Regions from separate parts of the Neogale vison genome. Here region 2 is linked to region 1. A link is a contact called in public Hi-C data. All regions are on one chromosome and are shown on one strand. Each heading gives the region's core, a stretch centred on a gene start, on an enhancer-like site or on the middle of the called end of the contact. The rest is flanking DNA. Distances are from core to core; before and after follow the strand shown.

The links. A called contact is a pair of places that touch in the nucleus more often than the background predicts.
Region 2: a Hi-C map of muscle shows a contact between it and region 1, with 5 times the contacts expected there. The contact joins the promoter of SRSF4 here to the enhancer-like site in region 1. A contact is called at or near these places in 2 of 3 Hi-C or Micro-C datasets (fibroblasts and muscle).

Annotation. Positions count from the first base shown.
Region 1 is chr2:21,620,155-21,626,857 of ASM_NN_V1, reverse strand. No RefSeq gene overlaps it. Among named protein-coding and RNA genes, the nearest start is that of OPRD1, 49 kb to the right of the region's middle. Within about 2 kb of position 3,262, the one cell type or tissue checked has open chromatin away from gene starts, as enhancers often do. A contact at or near this core is called in fibroblasts, where this site is marked.
Region 2 is chr2:21,879,979-21,886,681 of ASM_NN_V1, reverse strand. SRSF4 (serine/arginine-rich splicing factor 4) reads left to right here and starts at 2,568. Exons shown (of 6, transcript XM_044237618.1): 1 at 2,568-2,759. The coding sequence starts at 2,653.

The DNA of each region.
Region 1 (6,703 bases), core at 2,013-4,512:
CAGGTAGTTACTTCCCCTTTCAGCTGAGTCTAGACAGAGGGGTCAGACAGAGCTTTGTTCAAATCCCAGCCCAGCCACTTCCAAGCTGTGTCACTCTGGTCAAGTAGATTCACTTCCCTAAATTCCTGAGAAACAGGAATAATACCTAGTCCCTCATGGGATTATAAGGATATTAGTTAATGCTGCATATTAAAGGCTTAGCATAGAGCACAGTGCATAGTAAATGTGGCTCTAATTATGATTAGAGAACACGGGCCAAGAACAGGACACAAGGGCCCATCACACTCCACCTTGCCCTTGCCCCATTCTTCCCCCTTCCCTTCATGTCAGGTAAACCAGGTCCTGGAGGCTCTAATAATGGGTGCTGAAAGACCCTTGAGACTCTAGGCTCATCTGACCTTCTCATTTCACAGAAAGAGAAACTGAGGCCCAGGGAGAAAAGTGATGGGCCCACAGACTATAAGGGAGTAGAACACTGCCCCCTTTACTAAATAAACATCAGAATCCCAGGCCCAAGGAAAAACCTGAGTGCCCCACCCCCACTAGGGGACTATCATAAAGATCCATTCTGCAAGCCTCCAACCAATATCAGGCCTCCATGACCTTTACGGGGAGCCCTTTGTGGGTACCCCTGTTGAGCTCTGCGGCTAGCAGACCTATACATGGTGCTCAGGAAGGGCTTAGCGACAAACCCATGCAGTTCCTCTTCGGCTCCACAGAGCAGCTCTGCTCAGGCTCTCCTCAACCCCACCCCAGGTGGCTCCTTGCATCTCCCTTCCTCACTGCTTCCCTGGCCTCTGTCTCACCCCGAAGTCTGGGTCCCATCAGCTGGGCACAGCCGCAGCCAGCAGAGCTGTGGGCCTCCGGAGGCCTGTACAGCGTCAGCATCTTCCCAGCCAGGCTGGGATAGTCCTGCCCAGCACAGCCAGCCAGGCTCCTGGCCAGGGTCCACTCTGCAGAGTGGGTGCTGGCCCTGCCCTTCCAGGGGCCCCACCCCCACTGGTCTAGTGGGTGCAGCGACCTGGGCTTCCTGGGAGCTTCTACAGGCACCTGCAACCTATAAGAGGGAGGCCAGCCTGGTCTAGGCTGTGCAGGGATGGGCTGATTGGGAGAGAAACGGGTGTGCCATCGCTTCTCCTCACTGACTATCGCCACCCCCATGCAGGTGTTCCAGCTGCCCCTCACATTGCTGGGTCCTGCCCAGCCCCTACCTCCCAGGCTTGGCTAGGGCAGACACCCCCTTAGTGGGCAATCTGATCACGTGATAGCATACCCAGAGCTCCTCCCAGACCCAGCCCCGGGGAGGCCGGCGGAACCCTTCCTCCTAATACACAGAGGAAACCTCAGGACATTCTCACCCCATTCCCTTCTTAAAACACTCCCACTGGCCTGCTTCCAGGCCAGCTATCATTCTGGTCACTGCACACTTATTACCTCATCTGATTATGCTAACGCCTGTGAGGTCTGGATTATGGACTGAGGAAGAGCTGGGGACTCGGAGAGGGGAAGTGACTCATGCAAGGTCACACAGCAAAGTGCCAGGACCAAGATTTAAACCCAGTTCTGCTGCAGACAAAGCCTGCAGGACACCCAAAGTTCCCTTTCCTTACCCCTCTCTGTTCCCTAAAGCTTCTGGATCCCCTTCCTCCCAAACCTTCCACCTTCCTCTGCCAAGTCTCTCCTTCCACAGTCCCAGTCAGAATTAATCTTTCCCACCTCGTGGCTGCTGTTAACTGCTTGTTCACCCACTCCCAACAGCAGCAGGGCACAGGAGTTATCTCTGAGGTGTCTGTCTCACTGGCACTCAGAGGGGCCTTAAAGGCAGGGGGCGACCCCAGTACATGCTCCTCAGACCTGACAGTCTGTCACCTCTATCTCCACCCTCTCTCTACCTCCACACAAATGTCCTCTGACCTCCTCCTGTTGATCCCCTCCCCATCCCCAGCCTCCTGCCCAGGCCTGTAACTGGGGTGAAGGTAGGGAGCCTGCTGAAACCTCAGGGGCTGGGTGCCAATGCTCTGGCCCCTCCCACTCCCCTTCAGTCGCTGAGGATCTGACCTAGACCTGACACTAGGCAGCTCTCACAGGGACTCCCAGCTGCCCTAAGCACCAGGCCTGGCCAGGCATTCCCCAAGCCTCCTTCTTCTGGAGATAAGGGTTCCAGAAGCAGAGAAGGGGTTGCCTTCAGCCCTAGTCCGTGAACTTGAGGGGTCACATTGAGCCACTCCCACCCCAGGGAAGCTGTGGGCCTTGAAATAACACCCCCTCCTCACCAACCCTCAGGAATAGTCCTACCTTCTCCCCTTCTAGGGCAAGCTTAGGCTGGGGTCTGTTTGGACAAGTCCCCACCTCCAATTTGCTAAAGGGGAGAACTCGGGTTCTACCAAAAAGAGGTGAGGTCCTCTGGAAAGTGTAGGTTAGGACGAGAAAACTCCCGAGGAAAGACTGAGGATGAGAGAAACAGGACCGCGGAGAGAGGAGATATGAGGGAGACGGGGAATCGGGGAATGAGAGCAAGCAGGAATATCTGAGACCGACAGACTGGGGAGACCAGAGACCGAGGAAAGTCCCCCGAGACCAAGCCTGGAAGGGAGCGTGCGGGGCTGGGGCGGCGACAGAAGGGCCATACTGGCTGGCACAGCTGGCACCCCAGCTCACGGGTCCCTCAGTTCCGAAACTCAAAGTCAGTTACGTAAGGGCCGGGAGCGGGGTTCCAGGCCCGGGGGGGCCCCCTCCCGCAGCGCGCCGCCCGCCCTCCCGCTCCGGCCAGCGCTGCGGCGGGCCCGGGCCGGGCAGGAGCCTACGGGCGGGACAGGGCGGGGCTGGTGGGGGGGCACCTGGGGCCGCAGCACTCTGCAGGGACCCGCCCGCGGAGACCGAACCCAGGACCCCCGCCCCACACAGGCCGGGACCGCCAGGGACCGCCAGCCGCAAGCGTCCAGCCGCGGACCCGAGTTCCCGAACCCCTCTCCTCTCGCCCGCGCCCCTCCCTGCACCCTGAACTTCCAGACGTCCAGGCCCCTGTGGACCCCAGTTCGGACCTTGGAAACTGGGACCCTTAAAGCCCCCCTCCCCTGGCCCTTAGACCCTGGTCTCCCCCCTACCGGGACCGCACAGGCCCTTGGGAGTAGGTCCATCTGTCCCTCACTCCGTTGCTCCCGGGGACCTGGGATCGCCCCCAGACAGTCCAGGCTCACCTGGGCCAGACGGGGCGGGGACCTGGCCGGGCCGGGCCGGGCCGCGTTCTCGCTCTGCGCCGCTCTCGCCCTTTAAGAGGTTCCTGCCACTTTGCCCCGCCGGGGGCCTCCACCTGCACTGACAGGGCAACTCTGGAGTGAGGCCCCGCCCCCGTCCCGGGAGGCCTCCTGATTGGCAGAGGCAACTGCCAATCGGCGGGGCGGGGAAGAGGACGGTGCGGAGAAGTGCGAGCGTCGCAACCGGGAAAGGGCTGGGGCTGCAGGTGCGGTCTCCGAGCTCTGAGCGGCCCGGTGTTGACCCGAGGGTCAGGGGAGGACTGGGTAGGGAGCTCGTGGATTGGGTGGTGTGGTGTCTGACGTCATACGGTAAAAGTATGATGCAATTTGCCACGTGGTGCTGCCCCTAACCTAAGGGCTGGAAGGGTGGTAGGAAAGGAGTGAGACTCACCTGCATCACCTGCCCCTCCCCATTTAGTCCTGTGTGACCCTGAGCAAGTCACTTCAACGAATCTGAGTTTCCTCAACTATAAATCTTACAACACTTTACTGAGAATTAGTGATATATGTTAAGTCCCAGGCACAGGTTTGGTACACAATAGGTGCCGTTCAGTAAATATGGTTCTTGTTCCTCCCATCCCCATCTTGCCACTTTTGTCAGAAACTGTCGCCCTTCTATGGTCCATCCCACCAGCACTGGAAGGGGCTTACATCATCACTGGTCCAAGCCCCCACCCCTTGCTACCTAATTTTGGGGCAAATAGGGGGGAACTGAGGCCCAGTAAAGGCAAGTGACTTCCTGGGAGTTCAGTGGTCTTCCCTATTAGATGGGTCCTGGAGTCAAACTGCCTGGGTCTCAATCCCCAGCGTTGCCCTTGATTTGAACAAGCTACTAACCCTCTCCAAGCTAGGTCCTCTGATGTAAAATGGAGTCAATAAAAGTACTTTACTCGTGGCACCTGGGTGGCTCAGTTGGTTCAGCGTTTGACTGTCGGTTGCTCTCAGGGTCATGGGTTTGAGGCCGGCATGAAGCCCCTGCGTGGGGCTCCCGACTCTAGGTGAGTCTGCTTGAAATTCTCTCCCTTGTCCCTTCTCTCTCTCAAATAAATAAACATCTTTAAAAAAAAAAAAAAAAAAAAAACCTTTTTTTTGAAAGGTATTCTCCTCAAGGATTGTTGTGAGAATTAAATGAAATGATCCATGTAAAGTATTAAGAACAGTGTCAGGGCGCCTGGGTGGCTCAGTGGGTTAAGCCGCTGCCTTTAGCTCAGGTCATGATCTCAGAGTCCTGGGATCGAGTCCCGCATCGGGCTCTCTGCTCAGCAGGGAGCCTGCTTCCCTCTCTCTCTCTCTGCCTGCCTCTCTGCCTACTTGTGATTTCTCTCTGTCAAATAAGTAAATAAAATCTTAAAAAAAAAAAAAAAGAACAGTGTCAGTCTCAAAAGCCTCTAAAAAGTGTTAGGACTTATGATTATTGATGTTAATATTATATCAAGGTCATAAATTAATGTATTGCCCCCACCAAATTCACTGCAACTTCCAAGTCAGGTCTTGTTTTAGGCTTCAGGACCCGGGTACCTTCCCTCAAGAAGCTCACAGTCTAGCAGAGGGTATGACTGAGCCCCTAGATCTAGGGGATGCTTCCTGATACGGGGTACGGGGGGGGTGCTTCACAGCACCAGAGAAGCTTTAGTTCCTTTAACCAGAAATCTAGACACTTGGCACCCCTCGGTCTCTAACTGTGTAGACTACATGGGGAAAGCGGTCACACACATGCAGTCTCCCAAGCCTACTGACACACCTTTCACCTGCTTCCAGTTTCACCTGCCCACCAGGTAATAATGGCCAGGGGCTAAGTGCTCAGGCTTTGGAGGCAGTTGAGTCTGGGCTCTGCATTTTACGACACTTTGTGCCTTTGGGCAAGTCACTTTCCCTCGAGGGTAAAATGGGAGTAATAATGGCCCAAACTTCATATAGAGCTGTTGCGAAAATTAAATGAGAGAATGAAAATACATATGCAAATACCCAGTAATGCATCCAATGTTATTTTTTAATTGCTCCCACATGTATTCAGGCAACCCAGGAGAGAGCAGACTGTGAATGCCAAGACTCAGTGACTGCAAAGGGGTTTCCTCTCTCCCTCCCGCCGCTCTGACGCTCCGCCCCTGTCAAGGGGGCGGGGCGAGGAGAATCCCCGCGGAGTTACTGGAGGCTCCGGCGAAGCCCGGCCGCAGGCCCCGCCCCTCCCCGATTGGGGAGGGCTCGCAGCTCCACCTTCCAGGGCCGAGCTGCCTTGCGGGTGACTCAGCAGCACCCGCGCCTGCCCCGGCCTGATAAGTGTGTGTGTATGTATGTGTGTCGGTGAATGTGTGTGTTGGGGTGGCCGGGGAGGGCTCCGCGTTTCTGAGTTTGTGCATGCGGAGTACCTGTGGGGTTGTGTTTGTGATCTTGATTTTGTGTGTGACTCTTCGCTGTGTGTTTGCATGTGTGTGTGGGGGGGTGGGGTGTCGGGGCGTGCATCTGTGTCATGGTGTGCCCCTGCTGGTGAGTTTGCATAAAGGGCGTGACTCTGTGTGACCCTCTCTCTTTGTGTCTTATATACATGTTCCCCCCTTCTCTGCCCACGCCCCCTCCCCAGTCCCCAGGCCCTGGGGATCTAGAGAGCTCTGTCCCGCTCCAGGGGCCTTTCTGCCTAGGCAGTCTCTTGTGTTTCTTGTTGAGGTGACTTCTGCACTTACGTGGGTGAACCTGGCCTTGTCAGTCACTGGCCTGGGGGGTGGGTGGTGGGGAGAAGAGAGTTGGGTGCTGTCACTGCCTGGACTTCAGCACCACCCCCACCCCCCACCCCCACTCCCCCGCCCCAGTATCTCTGCCTCTGAAGCTGTCACCTCCCTTCCCAGACTGTAGGGAGTAGTTTGTTACCTGAGCAGCTACCTGTGGGGGAGACCTCTGGAAGGGATGACTTGCATTTGGTGATTGCTGTTATTTTATTCTCTCATTTGACCACGCTGAATCCTTACGGCCAAGAGAGTTCTAAAGAGGGTCTGAGACCTGAGAGAATGGAAGTGACAACCCAAGGTCATGCAGCTGAAGAGCAATGGAAGCCATGAAGGTGACAGACAGAGGGCAGATCACCTCCCTAAGCTGAGCACCCAGTTTGCCTGGAGCCTGTGGGACTCTGATAAGCTTCTGGGGCAGGGGAAGGAACCTGTTTATGTGCCCCCTCCTCCTCTGAGTTTCCTGGGCCTCCGGCCAACTCCTTATCCTGCCAGCGCCTGAACAGGGCCACCAGCTTGGATTGGGTGATTGGGTCTTGAGTTGGGTGATAAAAAGAGGCAGGGGGATGGGCTGGGGGCTAGGGCGAGGGGCCAGGGCCAATGTGGGAGCATCTGTTACTTCAAAACTTTACTGAGCACCTTCTTAGAAACAGGCCAATACACTGCTCTGTCTAAAAGGGGAAGAGAGGGCGCCTGGGTGGCTCAGTGGGTTAAGCCGCTGCCTTCGGCTCA
Region 2 (6,703 bases), core at 1,319-3,818, 260 kb before region 1:
ACTCCCTAAATTAGGAAACTCTGGAGGAGGAGCAGGATTTAGAGACAGGCATTTTCCCTGTATGGGGCTTTCATTCCCATCTGTATAACAGATGTAGTCTGATCACAGACTACGTGACAACCAAGGTTAAAACCAGTTCTTAAGAATATCATGATCCTCATACTACTAAATTCCAAATGGATCAAAGGTTGCAATATAAAAAAAGTAAGTCCTAAAAATAACAATAAGCCATGGGAGGTGTTTTTCTTTTTAAATCTCAAAGTGAGAAAAACTACAACACAAAATCCAGAATCAAAGAAAAATAAAGGGTGGATAAATTTGACCCCATAAATATCTTACGTTTTTGCATAGCAGAAAACATTCTGGGAAAAGTCAAAAGTCAACAAACTGGGAAAAAATACTACTCATCTAACAACTGATTTCGCTAATATATAGGGAGCTCCTATGAATCCGTAAAAAAATGGGCAAAGGGGGAGTCTGGGTGGCTCAGTCAGTTAAATATCTGACTCTTGGTTCCAGCTCAGGTCGTCATCTCAGGTAGTGAGATTGAGCTGAGCCCTACATTGGGTTCCTAACTCCAAGGGGAGTATGCTTGAGATTCTCTGCCTCTGCCCCCACTACCCCCACCCCCCATCGATTTTGCATTCTCTCTCTCAAATAAATCTATAAAAGGGGGAGGATGGCTCCTGGGTCACTCAGTAAGTTGAGTGGCTGACTCTAGACTTCGGCTCAGGGTCCTGGGATCAATCCCAGGCTCAGCGGAGAGTCTGCTTGAGAATTCTCTCTCCCTCTCCATGCCTGCCTTATGCGTGCTCTCTATAAATAAATCTTTTTAAAAATTAACAGCAACAACAAAAAACAAAGGATATAAGCAGACACAGAAAGTATATAAGTGTCTCTTAAATGAATTGAGGCTCACTCCACTCAAGATAAATACAAACTAAACTACCCCAAGATAGCATTTTTTAGCTATTAGATTGACTAAGATCATAAAATTTGATAACACGGTGTTGATGATGAGATAGAGAAACAGGTACTTATGGAGGAGAATTGAGCAATATCTGTCCAAACTATACTTGCCCACACCCTTTACCCCAACTATCTTCTAGGAATAGATACTACATATATGTATATACAAAGTTACTCATTGCAGCAGTTAAAACAAATGGCTTGAACCTACCTCAGTATCCTTCAGTAGGGCACTGAGTAAATAAATTACTGTGTATAACGCCATTTCATAAGCCATAAAAATAATCCTGAGGAAGCTTCTTTTGTACTGATGGAATGACTTTCAAAATAATAGTAAGCACGAAACTGTACATATAGCACACCCCTATTGCTTTGTGTAAAATACCTGCCAAAGGGCATTTAAGAAACTGATTACGTTGTTTGCCTCTGGGAAGGGAAACGAGATGGCCAGAGGACGGAGATGGGAAGACTTTCCACTGTATCATTTGAAACAGTTAATGAATTATCCTTTCAAAATGTAATTTTAAGGGGCACCGGAGTGGCTCAGTAGGTTAAGACTCTGCCTTCTGCTTAGGTCCTGGTCTCAGGGCCATGGACAGAGCCCTGCCTTGGGCTCCCTGCTCAGCGGGAAGACTGTTTCCTCCCTCTACCCCTTAACCCGCCTGTGCTTCCTCTTTCTCTCAGATATTTTTTAAATGAAATAACTATATATATATACCAATATTTGAGTTCCTATCTCGGTCCAGATACTGTTCCAGGCAGTATATTCTTCCATATATATTACCCCACTTAGTTATCCATTTAGTCCATTGAAATGGGATAAATCACTCTAATTTTACAATAGAAAATAAACTGGCCAAATAATTTAGTCAGTATCAAGCCCAATCTAGCTTCAAAACTCCAGCCTTCCCCACCTTCCACACTGCTTCTATTGAAACAACCTGTCCTATTTTTAAAATAATTTTGGTATTTATTGGACACTTGCAATGTGCTGGGAACAGTACTAAGTGCTTGACGTATCTATGCTCATATATAATTTTCCAGTTGGCTCTGGAAGGTTGGAATTTCTATCCCTCTTATACAGAGAAGACAAATGGGGCTTAGAGAGCTGGCGCGTAACGGGTCCAAGGTCACGGATACAAAGACGGTTGGAAGCCAGACTTAACTACAAAGCTGCTCAGAAGTCGAAACCACTCCCGGTTCAAAGGACAAAAGCAGAAACGCTCGCTGGGCCGGGACAGTTGCAGGCACTTCCGGGGGGAGGAGCGAAGCCACCCGGCTGCGAATGCGGCGCAGGCCCAAACACAGCGAACTCGCGAGAGGACGTGCGGAGAGGCGGGGGGCGGGGGGAGGACTGCCCCGCGCCGCACGCACCGCCTGTCGGTCACCTGGCCCCGCCCCACGCCGGCGCGCCCCTGGGCAAACCCCGCCCCCACTCCTGGCCGGGCGGGAAGCGAACGCGCGCTCCCTCCCGTTACCCTCCGCCTGCGGGGAGGGCGGGGAAGGCGGGAGGCGCGCGCTCGCGTGCTGCGTGCTCGCGTACGTACGTCGCTGGGGTTCGGCTGCGTCCGTCCCGCCGCTCGCCCGTTGCCGCCGCCGCCGCCGCCGTCGCCGCGCTCTCGCTTCGCCGGCCGCCGCCTAAGGGGGCTGGGGCCGGGCCAAGCCGCCGCCGCTGTTGCCGGGATGCCGCGGGTGTACATCGGCCGCCTGAGTTACCAGGCCCGAGAGCGCGATGTGGAGCGCTTCTTTAAGGGCTACGGGAAGATCCTGGAGGTGGATCTGAAGAACGGGTGAGGAGGGCAGAAGAGGGGTCGGCCGGGTGGGGACAGGGCCCCAGCGGTGGTGGGGAGGCCGCGGGAACGGGAGAGGGACGCCTGCCCGGCGCGGAGCTGCTACTGGCTTGCTCAGGCTCCGCCATAGTCGCGGCGCCTCGGGGGCGCGGGTAGGCCCTGGTTCCCACTGCGCCTGCGCGGGTGGGGGTGGTGGAGGGATAATGGGAGCGACGGTGAGGATCTGAGTGGGACGGGGAGAAGGAAAACCCGAGTGGGATTGGGGCTCCGGGCGGGAGGGTACGGCTCCAGGGCGCCGGGGAGGCCTGGGTTTTTCCTTCCCGGGCCCCGGCAGTAGGGTCTGGTTCGTCTCCGGATAGAAACCGACCTTTCCCGCTCTCAGGGCTGCTGGAAATAAACAGGATTTCCTGCTCGCTTTTCACCTCTTGGCCAGTCTAATGGATCAGACAGTCACCACGCATCTTTCGCGAGGCCAGGAGCTCCGGAGGGAGGCACTTTTTTGACGTGCATGTGTCACACTTTTTTTGGGCGGGAGACTCGGGTTTGCGTGAGTAGTCTAGTGACAGTTTCGAAAGTATCGTCTTGCCGCGCTGAAAGCCTTGACGGTTCCCCCCTACAAGGGTAATTTAAAGTCTTGATTCGTTATCTTTCAAACTCCGTACAGAGTTTCCATGCTGTGGTTTCCGTTCTACGACTTGCCAAAAAATTGGTTTGTCGTTGTAGAATTTGTTAGAAGGTCGTGGCCTCCCTGGCTAGTATCTGCGGCAGCTAGTTAAGCAGACGGAGATTCACAGCTCGAAATTGCTAATTTACTGCCTCCCCGGGTTTAGTCTGTTACTTGAGAAGTTAGGGAAAATACCTCAGTTGCACATTTGAGACAAATTGATAGCTTCTATATACTTCTGATCTACTTTGGCAAAGCAGGGCCACCCGGGGCTACACGTTTCAGGGGAAAGAGATGAGTCCGACTTGGAGAAGATACTCAACGGGGAAAACTATGAGAGCCGGGAAACGTTAGGTAGGACATCAAACACATAGGTCTAAAAATTAAAAGGAGTGGGGGGGACATTTTAGGGCACTAAACCTTGAGTGTTAGAGGAACTCTTGGCTTATTTGGAGAAAAAAAAATGAAAGACATTTGCAACAGGTCTGATAATGGTTACAGGTTACTCTCCATTGTAATACTAGCAACTAACACTTGAGAAGTTAGGAAAAATACCTCAGTTGCACATTTGAGACAAATTGGTAGCTTCTATATACTCACATTGTTGGTTGGCTTTAAAAAGTCATTTCAAAGAGATTGTTAGGAAGACTCACCTTCTTACTAAGGAAAATGTCTTCGATAAAAGTGTTTATTATTGGGCACGTGGCTGGCTCAGTCGGTGGAGCATGAAACTCTTGTTATCCAGGTTGTAAGTTCAAGCCCCATGTTGGGTGTAGAGATTTTAAAAAAAAAAAAGACTTTTTTTTTTAAGTGTTTACTATGAATACCGAATACCGATTTAGAGTAAAAGGTTTAGGAAATTACTCACTTGGTACAATAGAGCTTTTGGTTCTCAAGGAATGTACTAGATAAAGTGGGGTTTTGTTGCTTGATACATGTATGAAAGATGAAGTGGAAACTCCCCGTTTTCTTCAGAGGCCAACTAAGTTGACAGTAAATTTTGTTGTCAGTTTTCTTATCTACAAGGGAAAGGAGCACTAGAGATAATTATAAAGTATTTGGCTCATAGCTGTAAATGGTAGCTGTAATCAAATGGGTTTTGACTGTGATCATTAGGAGACAGTTTCAGTATTTGGTAACATGAAGGATATTTGGTGAGGTCTGTTTTCTAAAGTTACTCAAGTGATAGCAGGAAATAATGTTGATGTTAATGGTAAAAAGGTTAATGGGACAAACATGTTAATAACCCACCAACGAGATGACTGCTACTGTGCTAAATGGATTGGAAAGAAAGAAAAACAGTTTCTGCTCTTGAGTAAATTAAGTGTTGACAGTTAGAACATGTCCATTCTGAGTTAAGAAATGCTTGCCCTCACTTTAAACTCAAGTAAAACTTGGAATAGTTTGTTGGAAGAGATTTGTTTGAAATGGGCTTTGAAGAAAGAATTGACTGGGGCTTGAAATAAAGTGTCTGGGAATAAAGTATGTCATAACCGGTGATGAGGAGGTGGTCCAGTAAGGAACACTTTTGAGAAAGAATGAGGAATCAGGCTTGGATTGAGTCTCATGAGGGATTTAGCTTGATTTGAACAACATGAACCAGAAGCATCGACTATAAGATTTTACACTGAGCATCCAAAAATCATGGATAGGAATTGAAAGGCTCTGGAGGGAATAATTGAGCAATCTGGAAAATGGAGAGAAAGGGCAGATTCTTGCAAAACCTTAAATACCTGGGTCTCTTTGGGGGAACTATTCTCTTAGCAGATCTGCTGCTAAACCATGATATATGTGAAATCAGTGATTGAAACTGAAGGCTGAAATGAGGAATGGGAAGTCATTTCAGGGATTCGAAGGCAGGTGAAACAATTAAACTGGCACATGTGGCAGCATTCAGGAATCCCTGCCGAGGAACGGGACTGCTGAGCAGAGGACCAATGGTGTAGATGGATTTAGAGCAAGAACTGACTGGACTAGATTGTAGAAGTGCGGAGGAGTCTGAAAGGAAGGAGGAGGTACAAAAGGGAAAGATGGCGTAATTCAGAAACGTGTAAGCCTGTGGTTCTGGACATAAGGATAGTAGGTCTCCTTGAGAAGCATTTTTTACATACCTGACTTGTAATTATTAGTAATCAAACCTCTGAAGCAGATTTTGGAGGGATAGGATTTTGATGAATTGTGAACAAGAGTTCAAACTTGTAGTGTGAAATGTAGTGAAATGTATCAGTGGACAGTAGATATGTTCAGAATTAAATAGGCATAAAGTACTGGTGTAATTGGAAGTTCACCAAATGAGGAAGCAGATGAAGAAGGTGAAGGGAGATTTAGTGTCCAGGTGAGGATTTTATGGATCCTCTTGGGATTTCAAAAAATGTATATGCAATAGTCCATTCCCTGCCATTTTATTATTCCAGGGGACCTAATCTAGATTGCCTTTATTTCAGAGAATTCCTAAAAAGGTGGTTCATTTGGGACCACTACATGATGTAGATCTCCCAGGACCCTGTAGATCACGCCAGGTGGTATGTAGGGTCTCCTACATTCATACCTGCCACACTAACTCCAGCAAGAGCCACTATGGGACCAGGGGTCAAGGAAACAACAGGATTAGCAGTGCCTGTCTATAGCCTTCCAACTCTGGTAACTTTTGCTTCCTTTGATTATTTGTGAGTTCTGTGGGCTTTCTTCTTTATTAATAAATCATGTGAAGTGTAGAAGGTTTTTCATATGGTAGTTTCTCTTGCCACAAAATCTTTTGGTTACAGTTGTAGATCTTTATATCTTACTTTTTCCATATCTTAGTTAAGAAATTTATCACTCCCTGAGATTATTTTACTTGCCTAGGAGCTAGGCCCCAAATCATTGAGGGTTTTTTGTTTTATTTTTAAGTTAACCAAAGACATGAATTAAAACTCTACAGAGAAACTTGGCTATATATTTCACCCTGTGCTTCATATTGCAGTGAAATTGTGAGTAGCCAGAATTCTCAGGGGGTGTTCTTTTCTGTTTAATTGGATTTGCACAACTTCTTAAGTATAAGCAGGAAGTTTTTATTTCCACCGTCCTCAAAAATCCCTTCAAGTAGAAGCTACCTTAATTTTTTTTTTAATATGTTGAGACCCTTTGGTGAGTCAGAATTACTGGTTTTGTCCCTGATCACTGCAGAGCATTGTTAGATTTTTAGATACTGAGATGAATCCCCCAACCCAGACCCTACACAGGGATTTTTCTCTGAGTCCTTGATGGAGCTTGTTTTGTTTAGTTTCCTGTCTTTTCGTTT